Linked DNA regions of Rattus norvegicus: regions 1 and 2 are each linked to region 3. Evidence: chromatin contacts called from public Hi-C data. All regions are on one chromosome and are shown on one strand. Each heading gives the region's core, a stretch centred on a gene start, on an enhancer-like site or on the middle of the called end of the contact. The rest is flanking DNA. Distances are from core to core; before and after follow the strand shown.

The links. Hi-C and Micro-C count contacts between places; a contact is called where the count stands out from the background.
Region 1: a Hi-C map of kidney shows a contact between it and region 3, with 2.3 times the contacts expected there. The contact joins the enhancer-like site here to the promoter of Mid1ip1 in region 3. A contact is called at or near these places in 2 of 12 Hi-C or Micro-C datasets (kidney and liver).
Region 2: a contact with region 3 is called in a Hi-C map of psoas muscle, with 2.1 times the contacts expected there. The contact joins the enhancer-like site here to the promoter of Mid1ip1 in region 3. A contact is called at or near these places in 2 of 12 Hi-C or Micro-C datasets (Schwann cells and psoas muscle) and 1 of 1 datasets of contacts at active chromatin or transcription factors (oligodendrocytes).

The regions. Positions count from the first base shown.
Region 1 is chrX:14,465,298-14,470,016 of GRCr8, forward strand. LOC134484143 (a long non-coding RNA gene) reads left to right here. Exons shown (of 2, transcript XR_010061550.1): 2 at 1-3,619. Among named protein-coding and RNA genes, the nearest start is that of Mid1ip1, 270 kb to the right of the region's middle. Within about 2 kb of position 2,419, at least 1 of the 93 cell types and tissues checked has an H3K27ac peak or open chromatin away from gene starts, as enhancers often do. A contact at or near this core is called in kidney, where this site is marked.
Region 2 is chrX:14,366,109-14,370,708 of GRCr8, forward strand. No RefSeq gene overlaps it. Among named protein-coding and RNA genes, the nearest start is that of Mid1ip1, 370 kb to the right of the region's middle. Within about 2 kb of position 3,288, at least 2 of the 93 cell types and tissues checked have an H3K27ac peak or open chromatin away from gene starts, as enhancers often do.
Region 3 is chrX:14,733,658-14,738,507 of GRCr8, forward strand. Mid1ip1 (MID1 interacting protein 1) reads right to left here and starts at 2,063. Exons shown (of 2, transcript NM_206950.1): 1 at 1,862-2,063; 2 at 1-1,581. The coding sequence starts at 1,346. The coding sequence ends at 795. All of the region lies in intron 1 of LOC120099251 (a long non-coding RNA gene), which reads left to right.

The sequences.
Region 1 (4,719 bases), core at 1,169-3,668, 270 kb before region 3:
CAATGGAAGGTAGAATTGCCTACGACACAAACCAGTGTGCCAGTTTTGATTTATGCTATATTCTTAAAAACAAAACAAAAAATACAAACACTTTTAACTGACAAAAAGGGAAATAATCACAATAGTATAGAGCATCCCTCGCCCTATGATAGAGAGGGAATTATAATAACAGTTCACTGTTCTGGGAAAAAGGAATAAAAGCTGCTTCCGTATCCTATCAGGAGAGCTTGGGGGTTCTAAGGGCGTGACAACGAGCTGGGTATTAGTAGATAATTGGGAAGTGATTGAGCAGGAGAGAAAAGAGGTTCCGATAAACTTTCTTGAGCTGGTTCTGGAAGACTCTGTGTGGGTTTGATGATTAAAGGATAGGGATCTTAACTGAGAATAGAAATCCTTTTCTTTATCTAAAAGTTCAGACTTCCTGAAGAAATGACTGGGCCTGGATTTTCTCCGGGAGTTACGAAAACCTTGTTGACCTAGGTCAGTTTACTCAAAAGTGGAGCAAGCCCTTTCCCCTTGCTTTATACATGGTTGTCCTCATCTGCCAGAGTTCCAGCACTGAGCAGTAGTTGAGCCAGGTAGTCCAGGGACTTAAGATGCAGGGACAAGTTGAACAGGTCTTCTTAGGAACCCATTGCATTATTTTCTTGCTCTATTGATAATTCCAATGAAACCTGTTCCAAGAAGGCATCTATTTAGCCTTTAACTCCGCACAGTGGTTTCTCTCATATTTACTTCCTATGGGGAAAGCTTTCATAAACCAGGGTTTGCTTCTATTCTTTTATATATGTGCATTTCTTGCAGGCTGTGGAAGTGCCATTTTCTTTCTGCATTCGTCTTATCGAGGGGCATGCATCCAATGGCTCAGGGTTTGAGAATTTTGCACAGGTCTCTATTCGATAAATAAAGCCTAGGACACTTTCCATATGAGTCTATTTCCCAATTACAGAAATAGTTCACAGAAGACTTTGCTAGGCAATTGTGCTTGAAAAGCACAGCGACCTGGTTCACTTTGAAGAACCCCAGGTTCATGAAACCATGGTGTCAGAGTATAGAGAAGTCTTTAAGAGATCATCTAGTCTCACGCTCCAGGAAATATGAGAGACCAAGGCTCAGGCTGGGAAATGGATCTGCTAGGTCAATTATGGAGAATGAGGAAGAAAAACATAGGCCCAGGGCTTTCAGGTGTTTGAAGCATCTCCAGATTCATGAAACTCGGGCCAAAATATTTGTCAGCAAATTTTAACTATGATGATGCCCAAGGGGCACCTATTCCACAGTTTGTTTTGATGGGCTTAAGTGAATACAGTGCACTACTTTCATTAATCCGTCCCAGAATCTGCATCTCTCTCCTAAACCCTTTTTTATTTTCCAGTGTGACAATCTCTAATAGAGGACCAAAGTTAGTAGTTAGATGCTGATGGTGATTACACAAGAATGACATCCATCATCTCCACCAGTACATTATATTAATAAAAGCTAAGAATTTCCCAGATTAGTGGTGTGTGTGTGTGTGTGTGTGTGTGTGTGTGTGTGTGTGTGCGTGCGCGTGCACATGCATGCACGTGATGTGGGTACTTGACAGCACAGTAGCATGAGCATGTAGGTGAGTATACTATTCAACTTTTAGTCTCTAAAAGAAGCAAGATCTTATGCAGGTAAATAGAATCTTCCATGAAGGCATTCCCCATAAGACAAGAACGGAAGTCCATTCAAGAACAGGCCTAAGCCTGTCAGATAAAAGGGTTGTTTCTGGTTACAACAAAATGGATGAAAAATAATCATGAAGCCTGGACACTCTTGCCTCTGTATGATGTGTTTCTCCTAACTGAAATGCCATAAAGTTGTAGTACTGGAGTCTATAATGCTCTAAGGTCCAGAAACCAGCTACGGGACTATAGTCCAACTGATTTTCACACACTTGAGTTTGCAAGATCAATGATAGAACATTTCTATTTCATCTTCTCAGTAGAGTTGAATTACTACAAATAGGTCATATAGAGTATGTTGTCCAACATAAAGTAGCACTATTGCAGAATTTTATGGGAGGACAAACATCACAAATGTTGATTGGTGGTGGTGGTGGGGTTTATGAGCCTGTCTTAGTAGGACCATATTATTCTTGCCATGCTTTCAGGACTAAATATAAGAAATTTAATGTGTAAATAATGCAGCCTAAGTTGCTAGAGTAGTTATTTTACATCTACCTTGGGTTCCCAGACTTAGTATGTATGTGAGGTCCTGTTACTTTTCATGACTAAAATGTAGCTCAGAAAACACAAGAGTTCAAAATTAGAGTTTGAATACCAGAGCACTGTTATTAATTAACCAGATGACCTTGGACTAGTCCACTAATCCTAGCAGTTCTTAACAGAATTATTCAGACCATTCTAGGACATCGCAATCACTGAGGTGTGTCTCGAGTAAATAGTTAATGATAGTCAAGGACTGAAGTTAGGAAGCATTTTGAAAGATAGACATTGTAAGGGGAGGAGGCATGGAGAGGAGAGGAGGCAGGTGGACAGGAACACCTGGGAGACATGTTTGGGAATGTCAAAACAAACCTCTTTGATTTCTACAGCTAATGTGTGTTAATGAGTATAATAAAAATATATAAATTATAAAATTTAACTTTATGCTAAATAGGTGATTCTTATTTTTGTCTTGTATTATGATATGTTTTCCTAAGGAAGAAAGAACATGTTAGGAAAGCCATAGACAGAACAATGAGGACTGAGAACAAACCGTTCATTGTCTCTTAAACAGAAACGAGAGTCTGTGCAGTGAGCTTAAACCATATGCTATATAAGGCCATTTGGTATAAGCAATAGTATGTGAAATGCCCCCTTTCTATATTAAAACCATGAAAGTGATGCTTTCTGGAAGAAAAAGTAAAATTGGCATGAATTTTCACTATAATATACTAAGTTCCATTGGATACTGTCTTAAATCAGTATTTCTCAACCTATTGGTTACAAACTCTCAGGGGATTAAATGGCCCTTTCATAGGACCACTCGGAAAACCCAGATATTTACATTAGGATTCAAAACAGTCACACAATTACAGTTTTTAAGTAGCAACAAAAATATGGCTGGGGGTCACCACAACATGAGGAACCATTAAAGGGTTGCAACATTAGGAAGGTTGACAATCACTGTTCTAGATCCAAGTATCCAAGTTCCCAGGATTAGATGTTCTTTCATCAGGCCATGAGCTGGAAAATATTGTGAAACTCTTAAACTGTACTCAGCCAAAGAAGACAGTAAGTGCCCTATCAACATTAGTTATGATGATGGTGGATTTTTACAGTGCCCATGAGTTGTGATAGCATAAATGTTCCTACTTCCCTTTAACGTTCATACACTATTCCATTTTTAATAACAGCACTGTGAGGGAAGGCAAGAAAAAGGAGTTTTATATTGTGCAGAGTGAAAATGGCTTTAGGTGCATTTCTGTCTATGATGCACAGTTACTTCAAAATTAAAAGGCAGGCAAGGTGATAAAATAAGTGAAATTGTAAAATGCTCTTCAGGTTCATAATGAGATGTAAATACTCTATAAATTCAGCCTTTCATTATTGTAAACAATAAAATCGGGTTGATTTGTGTCTTCCTTCAATTTGTTTGCTTACTGTCTTATTAAGTGCACCTGCAGAATGGAAGTCCCGAAATTTTCAAGTTTCATTTCCTCCCCAAATAAGTCTATTAAGAAAATTGCAATTGAATACTTGACCCCAGGGACACAGATATGCGCCAGTTATAATCGTAGTCCAAGGTAATCGCTGGCGGACTTTGTTTTCTAAAGGTGTCTGCAACAGTATGTTCTTACGAGCTTATCAATACTACAGCCTTTTCTCAGTGTTGAGGAATAATCTCTGGCCTTTACTACTGAAACTGGTCAAAACTGTGGCTTCACTGTAGCTGCTACAATGTGACAAAGTCAGTAAAACTGATACCCCAGTACTAGTGCTGGAGGCCTGGAGTGCTATGTTGTAAGGAAAGAAGTCCAGTCTCCTGGCCAAGAGGGATACTTAGTGAAGCCCTGAAAGCATATAATAAAAAGGACTGTAGGGAATAATGTGTGAACCAATATGTGTTCAGAGCCTCATGAGAGGTACCAACCATAACCCCTTCTAGATAATAGTACAGCACAATGAAATCACACAGAAGCCCAGGAGACCCCAACAGCCAAAAAGTACAAAAAACAGAGGCATTCCAATACACGATTTCAAGACATACTTGAGAGCCATAGTAACTCAGACAGCCTGATCCTGGTACAACAATAAACACACAGACGAACAGGATCTAATAGATCTCACAGAAACAAACTCTTATGGCTACAGTCATCTGAGTTTTGACAATGATGCCAAAAACATACACTAAAGAGAGGGGTAACCTTCTTAATACATGGTGCTGGGAAAATTGCATATCCATATGCAAAAAGTTGCCACTTGAGGCCATCCCTCACTCTCTTAAGAAACAACTCCAAAGAGAACAATGGCCTAAATGTGAGATCTAAAACTAGGAAATTCCTAGAAGGAAACAGAAAGCAAACATGTCAGGACCCCAACATGCACATTGATGTTTCGATATGACCTCAAGGCACAGGATGACAAATGAAGTTCCATCCAAAACTTCTGCATGGAAGAGAAAGCAATCAGTGACTGAAGAGACATCTTACCTAACACAAGGAAGGTTTTACCATCACTTCATCTGAGA
Region 2 (4,600 bases), core at 2,038-4,537, 370 kb before region 3:
GCAGGTCAGAAAAGGCCTGCTCCCCAGACTGCCAGCTCTGGACCAGAGCTCTGTTAGGGGGCGCTGTCGGGCAGTAAGTGCCGCTTCCCCACCCTTCAGAGTCTCTCAGGCTTCCTATGTCTGCCTGCCTGCCTGTGGTTAAAAGCCCATAGCTCTTTTGGTAAAGAGTAGGTGTGTCCTGGCCAGGTTCCAGTTTGGGTAATTACAGCCTGTCAACCTAAATTCCCCCCAGGATTGCAGTTAAATATGGTACCCGTCTTCACAATTAAATTTTAGCTCTAATAGGACACTCGGTTGTCATGTTACGTGACAGTTAAATAGCGGCCACATCGTACCCCAGAGAACTACAAAGAGTTCTCTAGGGCTAATGAGTGACCTGTCTGGGCAGAAACAAGGTGCTCTTTCTGATGTAGACTAGTAGGTCACTACAGGACTTTGCTCATCACTAAAATTTCTGGTCAAATTCTTGGAAGGGAATTCCATAGAGAATGGCTACTCCTGTGTCATTCGCAATCCCTTTACCTGGAAAGACGGAGTTGTGGGACAGATGAACCCCTTCCTCTCCTCTTCCTCACAACTTGAATCGGCTGTCACAGGCTCTGTCCTTCCTTTCCTCCAAAGTCTCTGTATCCCTCCTTTTCCCACAGTCTAGAATGCTTTTCTTTCGTTCCCTGCTCACAGAAACGTTTTATTCTGGCAAAGTCCATCTCAGAAACTGCTCCCTTCGTGTGGAATTCCCAATCTCCTATTCCAGTTAAACATTTCTGCTTATGGCCTCCATGTTGGGTTGCTATTGTGCTCGCTGGGCATTTATTGAAACCTGTATAAAATAAACTGCTCACACAACCTGGCACGCACTTAAGGGAGGCTCCCTGAGGGCAGGGGCCATAACTACGCGTCCTTGTAACTGTACACGGAACTTAGGCAATACAGAACGGGTATAAATACAGTGATATGCTATCTACGAGTGTTCTCTCTGATCATAACTATTTTGTATTACCTTCATGGGGATGAAACCGAGAGTCTCTCGCATGCTAGGCAAATGCCACTAAGCTACATGTCCAGCTTCCTTTTTCCTTTTAATTTTGACTCGGGATCTAAGTCACTCTGTAACCAGGCCCTGAACTCAATCTCCCTGCCTCTTCCTCCTGACTAGCTGGGATTAAAAGCCTGTAAAACCAAGCACAGACTGTGCGCTAGTTTTAAGTACATTGCAAATACTCATTCACCTCACCATCTCATAAAGCATTTACTGTCCCATTTTTAGAGATGAACAATTATTGGGACACAGAGAGGTTAAGTAATTTGCCCAAGATCACACAGTCAGTAAATGGTGGCAGCAAGAGTGAAACCCGTGGGGGCTATCCCCAGGTAATTCTGCTGCTCCATACTATAGATATTTAATTAAGCACATCAATATCCCAATTGTCTTTAAGACTGCACATCAATCCAGACTTGGGAAAAGCAGAAATCATTTTCTAAGTAGTACAAAGAGGGGAGAAATGTGGCTTTTAGGACTTTTGTGCTTCAGCTCTCCTAAGTAACAGGAGGGCTGCCTTCCCAAATTCGCATTCAGGTTTGTCAGTTTCCGTCCTTGGGCCATTATTTCACACAAGAAATGAGAAGGTGATAATCTGGAGTATTCGCAGCCAGTCTTGCCTGCAGAGGTGTGAGCAAAGAGGAAGATAGCATGTTGTGATTAGAGAGAGCAGAAACAAACCCCTGTGATTGCGACGCAAAAGGAAAGGGTCAGCCTCATTATTCTAATGCATAGTTTTCTGCACCCATAGAAATATTTTATTCCAACAAGTTAATTCCTTTAAGTGGTGAGCGCCGAGTGTGGCAGACACGATTATCTTCCTTAGGTTTTTTGCCGCTTTCTCTGGGCCCAACGAGGGGAAGGATTTCTGTGGCTCACCTCCTGCAATTAGAAACAGCCCCACAGGGCAGAGGTGCAGCCTGCATTCCCAGATACTCTGCTGCTGCTGCTGCTGCTGAAATAAGAACAGCCTTTGAGAATATTCTCCTGCCAAAATCATTTTAGCATTTCACTGTCACACAGCGGGAGGCAGAGAGAGAGAGAGAGAGAGAGAGAGAGAGAGAGAGAGAGAGAGAGAGAGAGAGCGCTTTCTTTGGCGTCACCCACAACCTCCAAGACCTCATGAGTCTTCCCTGTGTACGAGGAAATTAATTAATTTCCTTTTTTTTTTTTGTAAAAGGAGGCCATAAAAACATAGTTCAAGATGTTACGTTTTCATAAGGAAGAAGTCTCAATTGTAAATGAGTTTCTCTTTTAAGACAAGGCTGTAATTAGATTGCCCATAGTGATGATGAATGGGGAGGGTGAAGGGGCTGAGCTTTTTTCTGGGGAAAGAAACATCCTCGAAGGTGGAGGCCAGGGCTGCCTCAGGCAGCCACGCTGTCTCTAACACCAAGGACTGTTCTCCGCCGCAAAGCTGTAAGAAGAAAGGCAGTTTAGAAACCTGGCAGGGCGGGGAGATAAAATAAGCAAGGCAATTTAAGAGGGTGAGCCAAGGTGGTTGCCTACGCAGGGGCTGTGGGCGCCAATAGGGGGCGCGGTGTCTTCCGATCATGTGCAGAGCTCAGTGATTTCTGCAAGGAACTGTTTTCTTTCCTTACTCCGCCCCCCCGCCCCCGCCCCCTTTTAACCTACCTATGTTTTCTCTCTTGCAGTATTGAGAGAAAAGGAGAATTGGGTGGGTGGCCTGATATCCATTTATAAATTCTGCCTCTGTCTCTCTGTTTCTTTTTCTGTCTGTCTGTCTGTCTGTCTGTCTGTCTGTCTGTCTCTCTGTCTCTCTGTCTCTGTCTCTGTCTCTGTCTCTGTCTCTGTCTCTGTCTCCCTCTGTTTCTCTGTGTGTCTCTGTGTGTCTCTGTCTCTCCATGTCTTTCCCTCTCTGTCTCTCTCTCCTCTCTCCTCTCCTTCTCCTCCTCCTCCTCTCCTCCCCCTCTTCTCTCTCTCTCTCTCTCTCTCTCTCTCTCTCTTTTCTATATGCCTGTTAGACACAGTATTTTGCCCACTTCCAAATTTCATGTGCTTAAGGCTTAACCCCATGACCTCAGAATACAACTGTTCGGTGAGGCAATGGATGAGGTCATTAGGGTGGACTTAGTCACCTGGCCTGCTTACAAGTGGAAGAAACTTTAGATGCACAGACAAATCCCAGGGGTACATTCACAGAGGGAGGACCATCATGTATCAGCTCAGGAAGAAAGTGACATTCTGCAAACCACAAGACTCAGGAGCCACCAGATCTGCTTACACATTGCTCTTGGACATCCAGCCTCGGCACAACACATACCACAGCACTGAAATAGTCTCCTAAAATGGGGTCCACTGGACACCTTGCCGGAAAGTGATAAGTAGATTAAAATGCAGACTGCTGGGCTCAGATTCAAATGGAATCAAATTTCTGGCGTTCAAGAATCTGCAGCCTTACACGGACACTCCAGGTCATCCCCAAGCTAACTGGAGTTAGAATATCCTTACAGCACCAATCTGTTAAGTAGAGATCAACCTCTGGCTTGACCGGAAAGAGACTGCCCAAAAGCCTGGCTGCCGGAAACCCCACCACTAGGAAGGTGTTCTTTGCAGTTAAACATTGCCCTCTCCCTGGTGGATTTCTTTTCAGTGCAAATAGCTCTTGGATGGAGGTGACAAATTAAGTCAATAACCTTTGAGTATGAATTCATTTATCAGCTGAATTCCTGGGGGATTGGACAGATGCCAAACCTCAGAGAAAGAGAAGGGGACTACAAAGGGGGGTTGGCAGAGCGATGCTTGTGTGGTCCACATCAGAAGCTACCACCTTGACAAGTTAGCTCCAAGTTAGCCCCCAGTGGCAGCGAGGTAACTCATAGATTCATAGATGCCTACTCCCTGTCATGGACTGGGTGGAGGGAGGTGGGGGGGGGAGAGAGAGAGAGAGAGGGAGAGAGAGAGAGAGAGAGAGAAAACAGGGAGGGAGAGAGAGAAAGGGGGTGGGCTTTTGAACTGACTCCCAGCTGTCTTCTATCTTGTTTGTTTGCTACTTGAAAGGCAAGGGCAAAGTCAAGCAGGCTTCCCTCCCTTTCTTGAAGGCAGTGGGAGGAAAGGAACAAGATGATTGTTGCATTAAGGACTGGAGTGGATATTAGCAGGAGCAAGGTGCATTGTGTTTTATCCCTGGTACAGTCCATTCATGGGCCCACCAGAACAGAAAGCAGGCAGGGGCTGAAGCTAGGATTTTAAATGTTTCCTTTGAGCCAGAAGTTAACCTCTCAGTTGCTGGCTAATCTGAGATCCTGGCTTATAGCCTTTCTCCACTTTTGTAGCATAGGTCCAGGCCCGGATTGGGGTGGGGTGGGGTAGAACTTTGTTGGTTTGAGAAAGAAGCTCTTGTGTTTCTGTCACTTCGGTTGTTTATTTCTACATTTACAGGGGTAAACAGGGCATCCTCCGTACTCCTGCCCAGGTTTGCAGCTCAAGCATAGAGTCATTTAGCTAAAACAACTCGCCTTGATTATAATGTCTTATGTCCACCACAGCCAGAATCCTCGAGGCATCCCTGTGACCTGAGAATATCAAGCAGCTGGCAAG
Region 3 (4,850 bases), core at 813-3,312:
CACAGATAGAATGTCAGTTGGTTCCACTTTAGATAAATCCACTTTCTCACAATAATGTTATTATTTTCGCTGGCCGAGTGGCAAGCTTCATCCTAGCTGGCACGTCACCAGTTTACACACACGGGGTGGGGGAGGGGTGGCGTGAAAGGGATGGGGTGCCATAGGACTACTGTACAGTGTAACAGAAAATCATTAATAAAGTAGTACCGGTTACCAACAGTGCTGCTTGTGCGCTTATCACAATGGAATCGACGAAGTTTCAAAGCAAAAAGATCTGAAATACTTAAGACAGGGTCACTGTTACAAAAAGAAATAGTGCAAACAGGAAAACTGACGCAATCCTAGCAACGCCAAGGCCTCCTCTTGCAGCTCAAAGCAGGGCGGGCAGGAGGCTGTGCCCCGCCTCCCCCGAGCACCCAGCTAGAAGCTGCCCTCCCAAGTGTGGCAACCCAGCGCTGTGCCCTGGCATGGCCCTTTCTCAGGCCCTTCTCTTCCGGAAAGAAAAAGAGAAAAGAAACCCCAAGAAAGGCACAGGCTGAATGAAGGACATCGGCCCAGTTCCATTCCCACCAACAGAGTAGGCCCCCTCCGGGGGTCTTTGAACCCCCCTCTCTGGCGACTACTTTCCTCTGCTCTCTGCTCTGTTTTCTCCACACAAACCCCACCAAGTACACAGCCCAACTTTACAGCGTGCCCTTCGCGCCCCACAACCAGGAAGAAAATAGTTTGGAGGAAAGAGAGGGGGGTGGTAGAGCCGACCCGAGAGGGTGCTGGGCAGCGGGGACAACCCCGCCTCAGTGGCCCCAATTACTGAAGCCGATCTCCTGCTTGTATCTGTTGGTAAGGATGTTGGCTTTGCGGGTGAGTTTGGAGAGCACGGTGTGCAGCCCGCGCAGGTGGTAGTGGAACTGCTGCTCCAGATCTTCCTCGCCCGCATCCGTGCTCTCCAAGTGGCTCAGGCCCACCAGGATGTCCTTGGGCTTCCAGGTGCCCTCCTCACTCCCAGCCGGCGGGGACGAAGGCTGGTGCAGGACTCCCCACTCAATATCGTTGCGGATGGACTTGAGCAGCACGTAGTGGCTGTACATGTCCCGGGAGGGCGCGAAAAAGCTTCCATTGGCGCTGCCCGGGCTTGGGGCCGGGGTCGTGCGCTCCTCCAGGCAGCTGCCACTGCCGCCTACCTCCACGCTGACCTCGTTGTCTAGATCCGGCTCGGACAGGGGTACATCGCGCAGCAGACTGGGCACCATCACCGTCTGGTCCATGTTGTTCACCGCGCCAATGAAGCGATTCATGGCGTTAAAGAGCGAGTGCTTCTGGTTGTATGTGTCGCAGATTTGCATCATGGTGGCCGAGCGGGCGCGGAAACACAGGGACACTGGTACACCGAGATAGACCTCTGGCGATGCCCGCCTTCAAACGCTAATGCCGGGAGCCTGCTTGAAGCCGGTGTGACTGGATTCCCAGATCCTTCTCCGCCCTCTCTAACTCTTCCTTCTGTCTCAGTTCAGCCCTTCCTGATGCGCGGCTGCTCTAAGCTTTGGCTCACGAGGATGGTAGGTGGTTGGGTCTAGCCTTGATCTGCTCGGGAGACAGAGACGAAAAGAACAAATTACCCACCCGGTTCGTGTGTCCAGCACCCCTTTCCTCGCGATGCTCCCACCCTGACCACTGCTGGTCGGAGAGGACACCAGGGTGGCTCCCCGGGACCAGCCGGTATCACCTCCTCCAATGCTAGCAGAAGACCTTTGAGAGAAAAGGAGAAAGAATCCCCCCTAGCCCAGACTCTGGTTTCTCCCTTCTAAAACCTAAGCGAAAGCAACCATATTAGCCCGGGCTGCCAAAGGGCGGGGACACCCACCTCTTGCACTGCGAAATCCCCTGGTTCTCAGTGCTCGAGTTGCTGACGGTGGCTGCCCAAGGGCGCTGCTGCGGTCACTGATCGGACTGTGAGTATGGGTGATGGTGGCTGCTTCGGCCCCCTGCCCATCCCAGGTGCTCAATTTATAGTCCAGGATAGGTGTCCCAGGCGCCCCAGGACCACCCCTGATGTCTCCTCCTCCTACCTCCTCCAGCAGCACAGATAAAAGGTCCCAGCCCTGACCGCGAGTAACACTCGCCCAGCCCTTTCTACCGCGGGGGCGGGGCACGCCGGGTGGCTCCGCCTCTCGCCTGATACCCGGGCCAAGGCTGGGCGGCCCAACCGGGCAAGGCAGGGTAGGGCTGGGAGGATGGAGCGGCCGCGCCCCAGCACCAAACCCAGAGCAAACTGGCTGGGGGAGGGAGGGTGAGGCACTGAGCCCAAGGAGCCGCCGTCCAAACCGGAGGGCGGACTGGCGCGCGCGGGCTGGGCTGGCTTGGCGCGCACTCCCCGGGTGGGATGACCGGAATGCATGTGTGTCCGGGTTGCAAAAGAGCCCCTCAATCCCGAACCTAGAGTGGCTGCCGTCCGGAAATTTAGCCTCGATTTATTATTAGACGTCGGGTAAGAGGGATTCACAGCTGCCCTGACTCCATACTGGGAATCTTATGTAAGAAGAGTTAGCCGGACATGCCGGATGCACGTGGACACGCGGTGCTCCCTCCACGGTCCAGGTCGTGGTCAGCTGCTGGGGGATGGGAACACTGAGGCATTTGCTCCCCTCCTGGCAGGGTCTTTCCCAGTCTTTCCTACTACTGCTGCCAGGTATGAAGAGCACCCTGGTCATCTGATCTACAGATTTGTTCCCCCACCCAGAGATCAGAGCATGGCGTTGGAGTGTGAACTTGGGCCTTGTGGCTTTTTGACTATCAAAGACTAGGAGAAGGTGCCAGAAGTTGGGACTGGTGCTGGGTATATCTTATCATTCAAAGAAAAAAATTGGGAGTGTACCCAATAACTTTCTGGAGCGTGTGTTGGGTGCTCCTTTCAAAAGATAGTTCTTAAGCAAGGGTTACTTAATAAGGCCTAAGCTGTGCACCATAGCCCTGGATGTACCTTTCAAGTTTTACACTTTACACTTCTCTTTAGAATTCCCACCCCTGAGCCCAGACTCTTTTTTTCCCCCATCTCATTTCCTTTGCCTCATCCCTCAACCTCCAGTCAACTCTTACATTCCTCCAGATAATGACTCAGGCTTCTAATTTTAAGTGTCTTTCCACTAAAGTGTTTGGGGGAAGTTTGAGTATGGCATTCCCTTGCAAGACAAAATGTGCCCCAAACAAGGAGAAACACTTATGCATGTGTTACTTGAAGGACAGGTCTCTACCAAAAACCATGTCTATTGCCAATATTGAAGAAACGGCTGAATCTGGGTAAAAAGGTCTAATAACAGACAGAAAAGCCATTGGTAACCCTAGAACCTAGTCTGGCAAATCCCCTTCTGGTTTACTAGTTCTAGATCATAACCCATGCTTTCTTTTTAATTGATTTATTTTTGTTTTGAGACATGGTCCCCTCCAGCCAGCCTGATTTGGAACGGCAGCTACTCGTCCTTCTGATTCAGTGTCCCATGTTCTTTTAGACATGAAATAATGTTCTATGCCCAGCGGAGTTAAGGAGACCAGTGGGAAGAATGCAGATGGGAAAGATGCATTGTGTAAACCTAACACAACGAGAATCTCACCCTTTCTCTTCTTGTGCACAGGCTTGAAAACTTTCCCACCCTTTGTCAACCAAATGGAGTGTCTCCCATGGGAGAAAACTTTCCAGTGTTTCTTTAGCAATAAAAAGGAGCTTCTTCTTGGGCCATGACACAGGGTTCTATTAGGGTTCAATGAGATAACAGCGGTAAAACTCTTCACCATGTACATTGTAAAGTACTTAGGGCTTTCTCATAGTCTAGAGGCATTTTATGTGAAGAGTTGGGAAATAGAGGGTTGGGGATTTATCTCAGTGGTAGAGAGCTTGTTTAGCAAGCCAAGGCCCTTGGGTTTGGTCCTCAGCTACAGAAAACAAAAAGGAGGGGAGGGGGTAAAAATAGGGAAATAGGCTAAGATGAACCAAGAGGACCCCACCCCCACCTTTACCACTTCTTCTGCACAGGGAAGTATAAAACAGTCCAGACTTGTTTTAATTCTTATGCCAGATGAGATCCAAGGAGGAGAGCTTTGGAAAAACCTATTACCTGGTTTCCAGTAGTTGATGTTTCTCATAACTTAAATGTAGTTTGATCCCTTCTCAGACCCAGACCCTCTGAATATTTCAAGTATGCACCCTAATGAAAACTTGGAATTGCTTTGCGCTATTAATGCTGGAATCCTGCCTTCTTTTCTATAACGGCTCACAGAAAACGAAACTCCTAACTGCCTAGCAAAGGCATCCCACTTTGAAAATTAGCCCAGCCTGGGAGAAAGCCCCTAGCTCCTTCCTTTTGGCCTTCATCCTTCATCTGGATCAGTTTCCTTCCTTCTGTTTGGATCTTCTAGTGTCTTGACTCTCACTTGCTGTTCTTACACATTTCTTAAACTCTGTCTTACACATTTCTTAAAACTAATGCACCTGCCGGCGAAACTTCCCAAACCGGGCCTCCCAGCTCCCCCTTGCCCACACAATAACTCACACCCATCGGGTAACTCCAGAACGAAAAGGTCCTCAGGCCAGAGCTCCGGGCCCTTGGAATCACCCCACCGCCACCCCTCTTGTCCCAGCCAATCGGAAAGCTTCTGAGAGAGTTATGCAAATGAACTTTTGGCCCTAGCCAGTCAGAAGCCACAAAACCCTCCCCCCAAGTGTCCTCTTTCACCCCAGCCCCGAAGAGCTAATGGCAGGCGTCCCTGGCAACCGGCCTGCAGCCAGTTTTCTCTTAATGCAAGGCTGTAAAAAAAAAAAAAAGATTCCCGGGGGGTCACATGGGTACTAAACGGGTTGG